2 separate regions of the Mus musculus genome follow, and region 2 is linked to region 1. A link is a contact called in public Micro-C data. All regions are on one chromosome and are shown on one strand. Each heading gives the region's core, a stretch centred on a gene start, on an enhancer-like site or on the middle of the called end of the contact. The rest is flanking DNA. Distances are from core to core; before and after follow the strand shown. Region 1 holds the start of Sugp2 (SURP and G patch domain containing 2). Region 2 holds the start of Isyna1 (myo-inositol 1-phosphate synthase A1).

What was found. Hi-C and Micro-C count contacts between places; a contact is called where the count stands out from the background.
Region 2: a contact with region 1 is called in a Micro-C map of embryonic stem cells, with 4 times the contacts expected there. The contact joins the promoter of Isyna1 here to the promoter of Sugp2 in region 1. A contact is called at or near these places in 2 of 39 promoter capture datasets (cranial neural crest and neural stem cells), 2 of 484 Hi-C or Micro-C datasets (both in embryonic stem cells), 1 of 115 datasets of contacts at active chromatin or transcription factors (double positive thymocytes) and 1 of 9 other capture datasets (liver).

What each region holds. Positions count from the first base shown.
Region 1 is chr8:70,231,577-70,236,518 of GRCm38.p6, forward strand. Sugp2 (SURP and G patch domain containing 2) reads left to right here and starts at 2,629. Exons shown (of 11, transcript NM_172755.4): 1 at 2,629-3,076. It overlaps Armc6 (armadillo repeat containing 6), which reads right to left and starts at 2,846. Exons shown (of 8, transcript NM_133972.2): 1 at 2,534-2,846.
Region 2 is chr8:70,592,548-70,597,489 of GRCm38.p6, forward strand. It overlaps Isyna1 (myo-inositol 1-phosphate synthase A1), which reads left to right and starts at 1,934. Exons shown (of 11, transcript NM_023627.1): 1 at 1,934-1,996; 2 at 2,073-2,201; 3 at 2,276-2,437; 4 at 2,592-2,724; 5 at 2,814-3,007; 6 at 3,158-3,307; 7 at 3,403-3,618; 8 at 3,701-3,865; 9 at 3,949-4,062; 10 at 4,147-4,364; 11 at 4,450-4,743. The coding sequence starts at 2,082. The coding sequence ends at 4,651. Ell (elongation factor RNA polymerase II) reads left to right here. Exons shown (of 12, transcript NM_007924.2): 12 at 1-311. It also overlaps a transcript of Ssbp4 not described here.

The DNA of each region.
Region 1 (4,942 bases), core at 1,379-3,878:
ATGGCTCAGCGGGTAAGAGCACCCGACTGCTCTTCCGAAGGTCCAGAGTTCAAATCCCAGCAACCACATGGTGGCTCACAACCATCTGTAACGACATCTGACGCCCTCTTCTGGTGTGTCTGAAGACAGCTACAGTGTACTTACATGTAATAAATAAATCTAAAAAAAAAAAAAAAGTTGAAGAGATAAAAGAAAAAGGCCAACTGGATAGCTCTGTGGGTAAAGCCTTGCTACCAAGCCTCAGGACCTAAGTTTAGTCTTAAGAACAAACACGGTAGAGCCTGGACTCCTGAAAGTTGTCTTCTTACTTGTGTATGCAGGCTGGTGCATTTGCATGCCCACAATTATAATATGAATAAAACTTAAATAAAAAAAAAGAAAGAAGAAATGGGCACTTAGGGCACTGTCTACCAGGCCCCAAATAACTATGAGACTGCTCTTCCCATCTACTATACCTGATCTATCTGCACAAGAGCTTAGGCCTGCCATCCCAGCATTGGGGAGCAGAGAGGCAGGTGGATATCTGGGAGTTCAAGACCAGCCTCATCCACATTCAGTTCTAATCCAGACAAAGCTACACAGTGAGACCCTAACCCAAAACAAACAAGACAAAGGCAAACAAACAAACAAAAAAAATCCAGGCTATGTGAACCCTGGTCTCAGTAAGCAATCCACCAAGATGAGGGAAACAGGTGGTATTCGATTAAATATCAAGGCATAAACAAAATACAACAGATGTCAGTGTTACTTGGCAGTGGGGGTTGGTGCCCAGGGTCTCACTCATGGTAGCATGTTCCCTACCAAGCCTGATTGTTCTACAACACTATTTTATTTAACTTTATTTAAATTGCATTTTATCCACTTGCAAGTGTTGGCTTGCATTTGCTGTGTCACAGGCAAAGAACAGTCTGCAGCTCTCTTCAACATGGAGATCCTGGGGGTTGAACTCAGGTCCTCGAGCTTGGCAGCAAGCACCTTAGCTGCTGAGCCATCTCACTGAGCTGAGCACTATTTTCTACTGCACAGTCCATAGCCAACATTATCAAAGTTTTCTGATGCTCTTCTTTACAACAGTCTAGAATCACGAATCGGGTGTGGTGGCATGCAACTGTCATCTCAGCAGCAGAAGGCTTGGGGCAGAAGGATGGGGAATTCAAGGGTACAAGAGATTGTCCAGACAACAAAAACAAAAATTCCAACCCTGAAGCTCACAAAGCCATAGGAGAAAATTGACTCCCACAAGTCCTCTGATCTTACATGAAGGACACAGTATAAATGACACATCAATGTATAAAGATCAAATTTGTAAAAGCCACACTCTGGTTAGGGCTTTATGGTACAAGCCTGTGATCTCCAGCCCCAAGCCAGCCTAGGCTACAGAGTGAGACCCTGTGTGGAAGGAACGAGTGTAAAAGCTGAGGTGCTGGGAAAAAAGTGTTCAGTCAGCAGGTGAAGGTGTGCCGCTCCATCATCACAACTTGAGTTCAGTTTCAGCACTCACATCTGGTAGTTCACAACTTGTGCATACATGTAAACACACAATAGTCATGATGATGTTAAATAATATTGATAACAAATAATTTATTAATAATAATAGTTATTAAAGCACAAATGAAGCAGAGGCAGGCTAACCTCTGAACTGGAGGCCAGCACAGTCTACAGTGCAAGTTCCTGGACAGCCAGGACGACACGGAGAAATCCTGGCTTGAAAAACAACAACAAAACAAGAAACACTGATACCAGAACAACGGAGGCAGAAATGGTAGACCTCTGTGAGTTTCTGGCCAGCCTGATCTACACAGTGAGACCCTCCTGACCCCCTCCCCCGTCTTGCCCCTCAAGTAAACAAAACCTGTCTAGGTCAAGCAGCCTTACTGTCACATGAAATAATCCCGTTTTTGTTTTTTATGTTAGGGATTCATGTAGACCTGACTGACCTTGAACTCCTGATTTCCAGTCTCCAAACAACCCCCTGGCTCATCAGTTGTTTTTGAGGCAGTGTCTGGTCTTGTAGCCCAGACTGGTATCAAACTCGCAGCAATCCTTCTGCCTCTGCTTCTTGAGTGCACCACAACGCCTGTTCTTTCTTTTGGCTGTTTTTATTCTGAAATATGGGCTGGCTACATAGCCAAAGCCGGTCTAGAACTCATCAATCCTTCTGTCTCCCTAAAGCAGTCATGACAGGTGCAGCAACCACGCCCGCTCCATCACTACTACATGAACAGCAACACCAGCGTCCCCTGAACCAGAGTCACACTGTCTTGAACCTCTTGTACTCCTGGCTCCACTGCCTAGAATGCGGCCGACCCTGTAGCAGGTGCTCAGGTGCACACAGGCGCAGCGCGAATGAATAAAATGAATGAAAGAACCTGCACAAGAAAGGCGAAGCATTTGCTTCCCAAGTATCTCTGGGACGATTCTCTCCTTCCCCCAAACCAAGTCCGCGAGAGTCGTGCAAACACCACCACCCCGACCCCGCGGCGCCCACTCCCCACTGCGCCAGCCACAAGCACAGGCGGCCGGTGCTCCTCACCGGGTCTACGCAGCCACGTGGGGAAAGGGTGGGGCTCGCAGCTGTCACCCGAGACTTTGCCTTTGGCTCCTTCGAGCCACCATATAAGCGCAAGCGCAGAGGCGCCGCCTCGCCTCGGCGTCCCTCCTTCAGCCGAGAGGCTCCTTTCCGGGGCAACGAGGGCGACCGCGAGCACAGGTAAAGCGAAGGGAGCCACAGAATACGCGTGGGCCTGAGACTCTTGCAGTACTCTCAATGCTACTCCTAGGTGTCGCTTCCCCTCAAAAGAGATAGTTTTCACCTAGGTAGACTCGGCCCTGAGAAGTGAGCAGCGCGCCTGCGCGAAAGAGCGAAGATGGCTGCCCTCGACGCTTGCGCATGAGGACCTAGGCGGTGGCAGCCAGCGCCTGCGCACCAAGGCAAGGCAGAGGCTTGCGCCTGCGCGACGCGGCGCTGCGGAAACCGTTGGCTCATTTGCATCTCCCCGCCTCGCCAGGCGGTGGATAAGGGGCCCGAGGCGGCGGCGGCAGCGGCGGGGGCGGCACCGCACGCGGCAGGCTCCGGGTGAGGCCCGGGCCCTGGAGACCTGGGAGGGCTGGCCCGGGGTGGGAAGGACTCTGGGTGTCTCTAGGGCGAGCGCGCTCCTCCAGCCTGTCTGGCGGGTCCATTCATTACGCTTGAGCCCTCAGTCGGCCGGGCGAGTTGGGCGTAACGGCGAGCGGGCTTCGGGCCTCCAGCTGCCGGGAACCACTGCAGCCTCCGAGTCTGCCAGTACCATAGACGGGGAAACGGAGGTGCAGACAGATTAGGTACCTTGATTAAATTTCAGGATCAGCTGACCCGGAGGAGTCCCTGCTCTTAAATGACAGAGAACAAGGGGCGTCCTATCGCTTTCCCAGGGTGTGGGGAAACGGGGTGATGGTTATAGAAATGACCAGAAGGGAGGTTTACCTCTTGAAGTTGGAAGTGTCATAAGGAAGGCTGTCACTGATATGTATGCTGCCTTATTTTTTTTTAACATTCAGAAAGTGCCCTCACAATGAATGCCCTGTTGGTCAGGCTCAACATTAGGATGCCTGACCTAGTGGTTCACTTCTTCAAGTCTGCTTTTCTCCCGTGTGTGAACATTTTTTTCTTTCATTCCTTTTTTCTTTCTTTCTTTTTCTTTTTCTTTTTTTTTTTTTTTTTTTTTAAGGCAGGGTCTCAAACTGATTATGATGGCTCACCCCTATAATCCCAGTTCCCAGGAGGCAGAGACAGGGTGGATTTTCCTTTCAATGCCAACCTTAGTGTGTATGTATGTGTGTGTGTGCACACACAAAGTTTGAGGCCAACCAGAGGTGTGTAAGGAGATCATTTGGAATCTCTCCTACTCAACCATGCTACCAAAAAAAAAAAAAAAAAAAAAGTAAATAAAACTAAAAAGATTGGGTCTGCAGAACCTGGCAGTGCACACTGGCAATCCTAGTTCTTGGAAGGCAAAAGCAGGAGGATCAGAGGTTTAGTGCTCATGCCAAAGTGGGCTACTCTGTTGTAGTTGCAAAAAATCCAAACAACAACAAAACAAAACCCTCATGCACACACAAAACTGGGTCTTGCTATGTAGCCTAGGCTGGTCTGGAATAAACTAGGTAGCTCACACAGGTTTTAAACCTGCAAACCTGTTGCTCAGCCTCTTAAATAGCTGAGATTACATGCTTGTACCACCAGATACCTCTGTGTGTGTATGTGTGTGTTTGTGAGAGAGGGAGGAGAAAGAGTGAGTGTGTGTGTGTGTGTGTGTGTGTGTGTGTGTGTGTAGGCCAGAAATTGATGTCTGGTTACTGATTGGCTAGTCTGGCTGATCACCAAGCTCCAGTGATCTTTCTTCCTTGTCTTCATCAGAGATTACAGGCACATATGTCCTCATGCCCAGCTTTTTTTCCTGCTTAGTTTTGGGTACTTTTGGGCACATGTTTGCCACAGCACATGGGTGGAAGTCAGAACTTGGCCAGTTTTGAACTCAGGCCATCTTGTTAGGCCCCTTACTGAAACCAGCTCAGCCTCTATTCCCCTTTTAAGATTTTACTTGTTGGTTGCTCAGTGTGGATGCTGGGTTCTGAACTGAGGCTCTCTGCGAGAGCAGCAAACACTCTTTAAACACTGAGCCACCTCTCCTGTCCCTCAGCCCTTTATATAGGTTCTCATTGTATTGTCTTGGTTGCCCTGGAACAGGAAATCCCATTGCCTCAGTTGGAATCTCTGCCTGCAGTACCACACCCAGCTCTTTCTGTGCTATAGGGACTCAGCTCCTGGGTGTGTTGCTGAAAGAAGCAAAAGAGATCTTGTACTGAGACTAACTCAGAGTATACAGTTGCTAGCTTATTATCCTCTTGTGAGAGTGTCACTCGCTCTTCCAGAGAATTCTCAGAGGTGAAGAGCTCTGGGAAA
Region 2 (4,942 bases), core at 684-3,183, 360 kb after region 1:
TTTCATTGTCTGAGATTTTGTTGTCTGTCTGAGATTTGGGAAAGGCAGGGCCACACTCTGGGGCTGCAGGTGGTGGCTGGCAGCTTAAGCATGGTCTAACTTATTGGTGTTCTCCCCGCCTTTGAACTGTGCTGTGGAGAAAGTCTACTTTGAGCCATGGAGTTGGTGTTTACAAAGTCTTCACTTTTGCCAAAACGTTACAATTGACAGAGAGGCGGTGCCTCCAGGTCCTTTCTTAGAGTTTGTCTTCTGTACACAAAGCAGGTGAACCGCCAACTTTCAAAGTCTATAATAAATTTGATGGAATTTAACCTCTCTGTGGTTTGAGTATGTCACTGTAGGGGTGGGGTAGCCCTAAGTGAGAGCTTGACCCAGAGCCCCGAGGGCTTTGGCAAGGTGTGAGCACTGCAGTGCTGGGCATGGGCATGGGCAGAGTGGGCTCCCCTGCAGCACCCAGGCCTTCAGGTGAGAAGGTGCTGCCCTCTACTAGAATAGGTGGGACAGAAAGTTTGCTTGAGACTGACACCCTTTTAAAAACAATAGACCCCAGCGAGAATTACCTGTCTCTTAGAGCTGTCAGTCCAGCTAGCATCTGAGGCCATGGAGGCCGAGCATGGCCACCATCAGCCCCTGGCTCCAAGCAGAAAGCACAGGCTGGGCATGCGTCAGAGGCAGCATGTTTGTTTTCAAAGGGAAAAGTCAAAGGCAGCCTGTGAGGGAGGGCTGGGGTCAGTAGGACTCCCTTGAGGCCTTGGCCAGACTTCTGACAGTTCTGAGGCAGCTGAGGGGGTGGAAGGAGAGTCAGGCACCCTGTGGGCCGCTGTGTACTCACTACCTAGGAACAGCTTGACCATGCTCTTCCATCGCCTTCCCAGAGCCCAGGGCTAACCCTTGTCCCCACGCACCTCCCAACCAGAGCAGTCTGCTACAGCGACCCCAACCCCACCCTGGTCAAGGATGTCCTCCCGGGAAGGGCCCTTTTGGGGACTCGGCCTTGCTCCCAGCCCCGAGCCCCTTGCAAAATGAATGTCCCAGTGCAGTCTTTCTGCCTCAACCTCCCAAATGCTGAGATGACCGATATTGGCCACCAGACAGTTTCATTACCTAAAAGAGATAAACAATCTGCCATTTCTACTGTGGCACACCACAAGAGGACAGAAAGTGGGCAGCAATCTAAAGCACAACCCATTTCCCCATGGTGCTCCTCAGCCCTTGCATCTGAGACCCTCCCCGGAGCTTTACTTTAGGGGGTGTAGCGGGTTCCGCCTGTAGTTCTCCCATGACAATCTCCCCTTCATACATCAAAACGATCCCCAACAGTCCCCTCCTCTGGGAACCCTGCCTGAGTCTCTTCACCGGGATGAGTTCAGTTGGGCTGGTTCGTGTTAGCAACGGCAAATAAAGTCTTGACACCCACAGAGCGGGCCCCCTCTTATTTTCGTGCAGACATTTCGGACAATCCACCTTTTTGGCACAGCTCCAGCTGTGGAAAGTTTCCGCTAGGAGGAGGCCACTTGTTTTGGAAAGTTCTGGGGGCACCTCCCCCGCCTGCCTGCCGAGTTCCCATGTTCCTTATCACTGTGCCTACCCAGGGGGAGGCCGCGTAGACCTGCCCATTCTGTCTCCTCCTCTGGGCAGGGCCATCAGGCCAGTGATCGCAGCTGGAGGACTGGGAGAGGGCGGGACAGACAGCCGAGCAGCTCTGAGACCCCCCCCCCCCCCAAAAAGCCCCTCGACCAGACATGCCCCACCTCCCTGTCGGTGGCCATCGCTCATTGGCTGCCTGGTGGTACAAGGGTGCGCAGCGAGGTAACGCGCAAGACGCTCGCGCCTGAGACTCCTTCCGGCTACCTGGGTTTAGAGCACCCAGAACCCTGGTCGCAAGTCACGCCCATCAGGGGCGTGGTCGAGGCGTGGCATCGGCGTTTTTCTTCGCTGCCCCAGAGCCCTCGGGCCCACGCTGTCCGCTGCCGCAGTCTGATCCAACTCTGGGCCGGTAAGTACGAACCTATCCTAGGCCGTAAGGTTGGCTCTCGGGTGGTGATTCCGCGCTCACTGGCTCTGGCCCACAGCTCGCCACGATGGAGCCCGCCGCCGAGATCCTCGTGGATAGCCCGGACGTGGTCTACAGCCCCGAAACCATCGAGGCGCGCTACGAGTACCGGACAACGCGCGTCAGCCGCGAGGGCGGCGTGCTGCGGGTGCGCGCGGGGCGCGGGCGGCGGAGGACACTGGGAACCCGAGGTCCCGCGACTCACTCCCAACTCTTCCTTAGGTGCAGCCCAGGGCTACGCGTTTCACCTTCCGCACCGCCCGGCAGGTGCCCCGACTCGGGGTCATGTTGGTCGGCTGGGGCGGGAACAACGGCTCCACGCTCACTGCTGCTGTTCTGGCCAATCGGCTGCGCCTAACCTGGCCCACGCGCACAGGTCGCAAGGTGGGGGCCGTGGCTACTAGGAGAATACGGGGTGGGGGTGTGGCGAGCAGAACTGGGGGAGGGGCGTGGCTTGTTGGACTAGCGCGTCTCAGCAAGCCGGACCCCTCAGCCCCTCAACACCCTGCTCTGCTTGCCGCACCCCCTCCCTTCCCAGGAGGCAAACTATTATGGATCGTTGACCCAGGCGGGCACCGTGAACTTGGGTCTGGATGAGAACGGCCGGGAGGTGTTTGTGCCCTTCAGTGCGCTGCTACCCATGGTGGCCCCCAACGACCTGGTGTTTGATGGTGGGCAAAGCCTCGGGACGGGATGGGGTTAAGTGTGGGAGGGCCCAGGGTACGGGATGGGTCCTGTGTTAAGGGTCCCCGCAACCCAGGCTGGGATATCTCGTCGCTGAACCTGGCCGAGGCCATGCGGCGCGCGCAGGTCCTGGACTGCGGTCTGCAGGAACAGCTGTGGCCCCACATGGAGAGCCTGCGTCCGCGGCCCTCAGTCTACATTCCTGAGTTCATCGCTGCCAACCAGACAGCACGTGCGGACAACCTCATCCCTGGCACACGTGCCCAACAGGTGGGGTCCTCGACCCACTCCCAGGCCTTACTGTCACCTGTTACATGGCCACATGGTCTCTCCCTTTGGCAATAATTCCTATACCCCGGGGCCCAAGCCTCCGGACAACTTAAGACAACCTCCACCTAATCTTCCTCCTTCCTTTCCCAGTTGGAGCAAATCCGAAAGGACATTAGAGATTTCCGATCCAGTGCGGGATTGGATAAGGTCATCGTGCTGTGGACCGCCAATACGGAGCGCTTCTGCGAGGTGGTCCCAGGTCGCAATGACACAGCAGAAAACTTGCTACATACTATCCAGGTGTGCGTTTGCCCAAGATTCCTGGGGATCAGTGCCGGTCCAGAGGAATCCTTGGGTCCAGAGGAATCCTTGGCCGACTACTTCTCTGCCCTCAGCTTGGCCTGGAGGTGTCACCGTCCACACTTTTTGCTGTGGCCAGCATCCTGGAGGACTGCGCCTTCCTCAATGGATCCCCACAGAACACACTGGTACCCGGTGCCCTGGAACTGGCTTCGCAGCGCCATGTGTTTGTAGGTGGTGATGACTTCAAGTCAGGGCAGACTAAGGTCAAGTCTGTCCTGGTGGACTTCCTCATCGGCTCTGGGCTCAAGGTACCTCCAGGCTTCATGCGGTGCTGGGAGGAAGCCGGGGTGAGGGTACTGCAGAGCATTCACCGTCTCTTTGACCACACAGACCATGTCCATCGTGAGCTATAACCACCTGGGCAACAACGACGGGCAGAACCTGTCTGCACCGCTGCAGTTCCGCTCCAAGGAGGTGACAAAGAGCAGTGTGGTGGACGACATGGTTCACAGCAACCATGTGCTCTACGCGCCTGGAGAGCGGCCAGACCACTGTGTGCGTGCAACCGGTTGCAGGCGGGCACTGAGGGCAGGGGCTTGGTGCTGTTTGGGGCTATGTGACTTTTTAAATCTCTGCAGGTGGTGATCAAATATGTGCCCTATGTTGGCGACAGCAAGCGTGCCTTGGACGAGTACACCTCCGAGCTGATGCTGGGTGGGACAAACACCTTGGTGCTCCATAATACCTGCGAGGTGTGGTGGGCGCAGCCGGGCGGGGTGGGCAGGGTGGGCGATGATCCTTCAGACCCGTCACACCCTGCACCAAACAAAATCTAGGATTCGCTCCTGGCCGCGCCCATCATGCTGGACCTAGTGCTGCTCACAGAGCTGTGTCAGCGCGTGAGCTTCTGCACAGACTCGGACCCCGAGCCTCAGGGCTTCCACACAGTGCTGTCCCTGCTTAGCTTCCTGTTTAAGGCCCCGCTTGTGCCCCCGGGCAGCCCTGTAGTGAATGCCCTCTTCCGCCAGCGCAGCTGTATCGAGAATATTTTCAGGTGCGCCCCTGGTGGCAGGGGAGGGCTCAGGGCTGGCAAAGACAGCCTTAAGATGGTCTTGCTGAGCCTGCACTGTCCCCTGCAGGGCTTGCGTGGGGCTCCCGCCCCAGAACCACATGCTATTAGAGCACAAGATGGAGCGTCCAGGCCCAGGCATCAAGCCAGGAGAGGTGGTGGCCACCAGCCCACTGCCTTGCAAGAAAGAGCCCACACCTGCCACCAATGGCTGCACCGGCGATGCCAATGGGCACCCGCAGGCACCAACACCAAAGCTGTCCACTGCTTAAATCAAGTGACCGGACCGGACCCTTCTACCCCCAATGCCTCCAACCATAGTACTTCAGCCCTTGCCAAAGACAATAAAGCAAGTCTCAAGCAAGCCTCCTTGTGTGCTTTTTCCAGGAAGGGGTCTCAGGTTGACCTGGAATATGCTATGTAGACCAGGCTAGGCTGGCCTCAAACTCACGCCTTGCCTCAGCCTATGGGGGAAGGTGGGCTCCCAGCCCATCAAAGTACAGATTTAGGCCATAGCAAGATTTTTAGGCCATGTCAAGTAAAAGACATCAGCAGTACCAAAG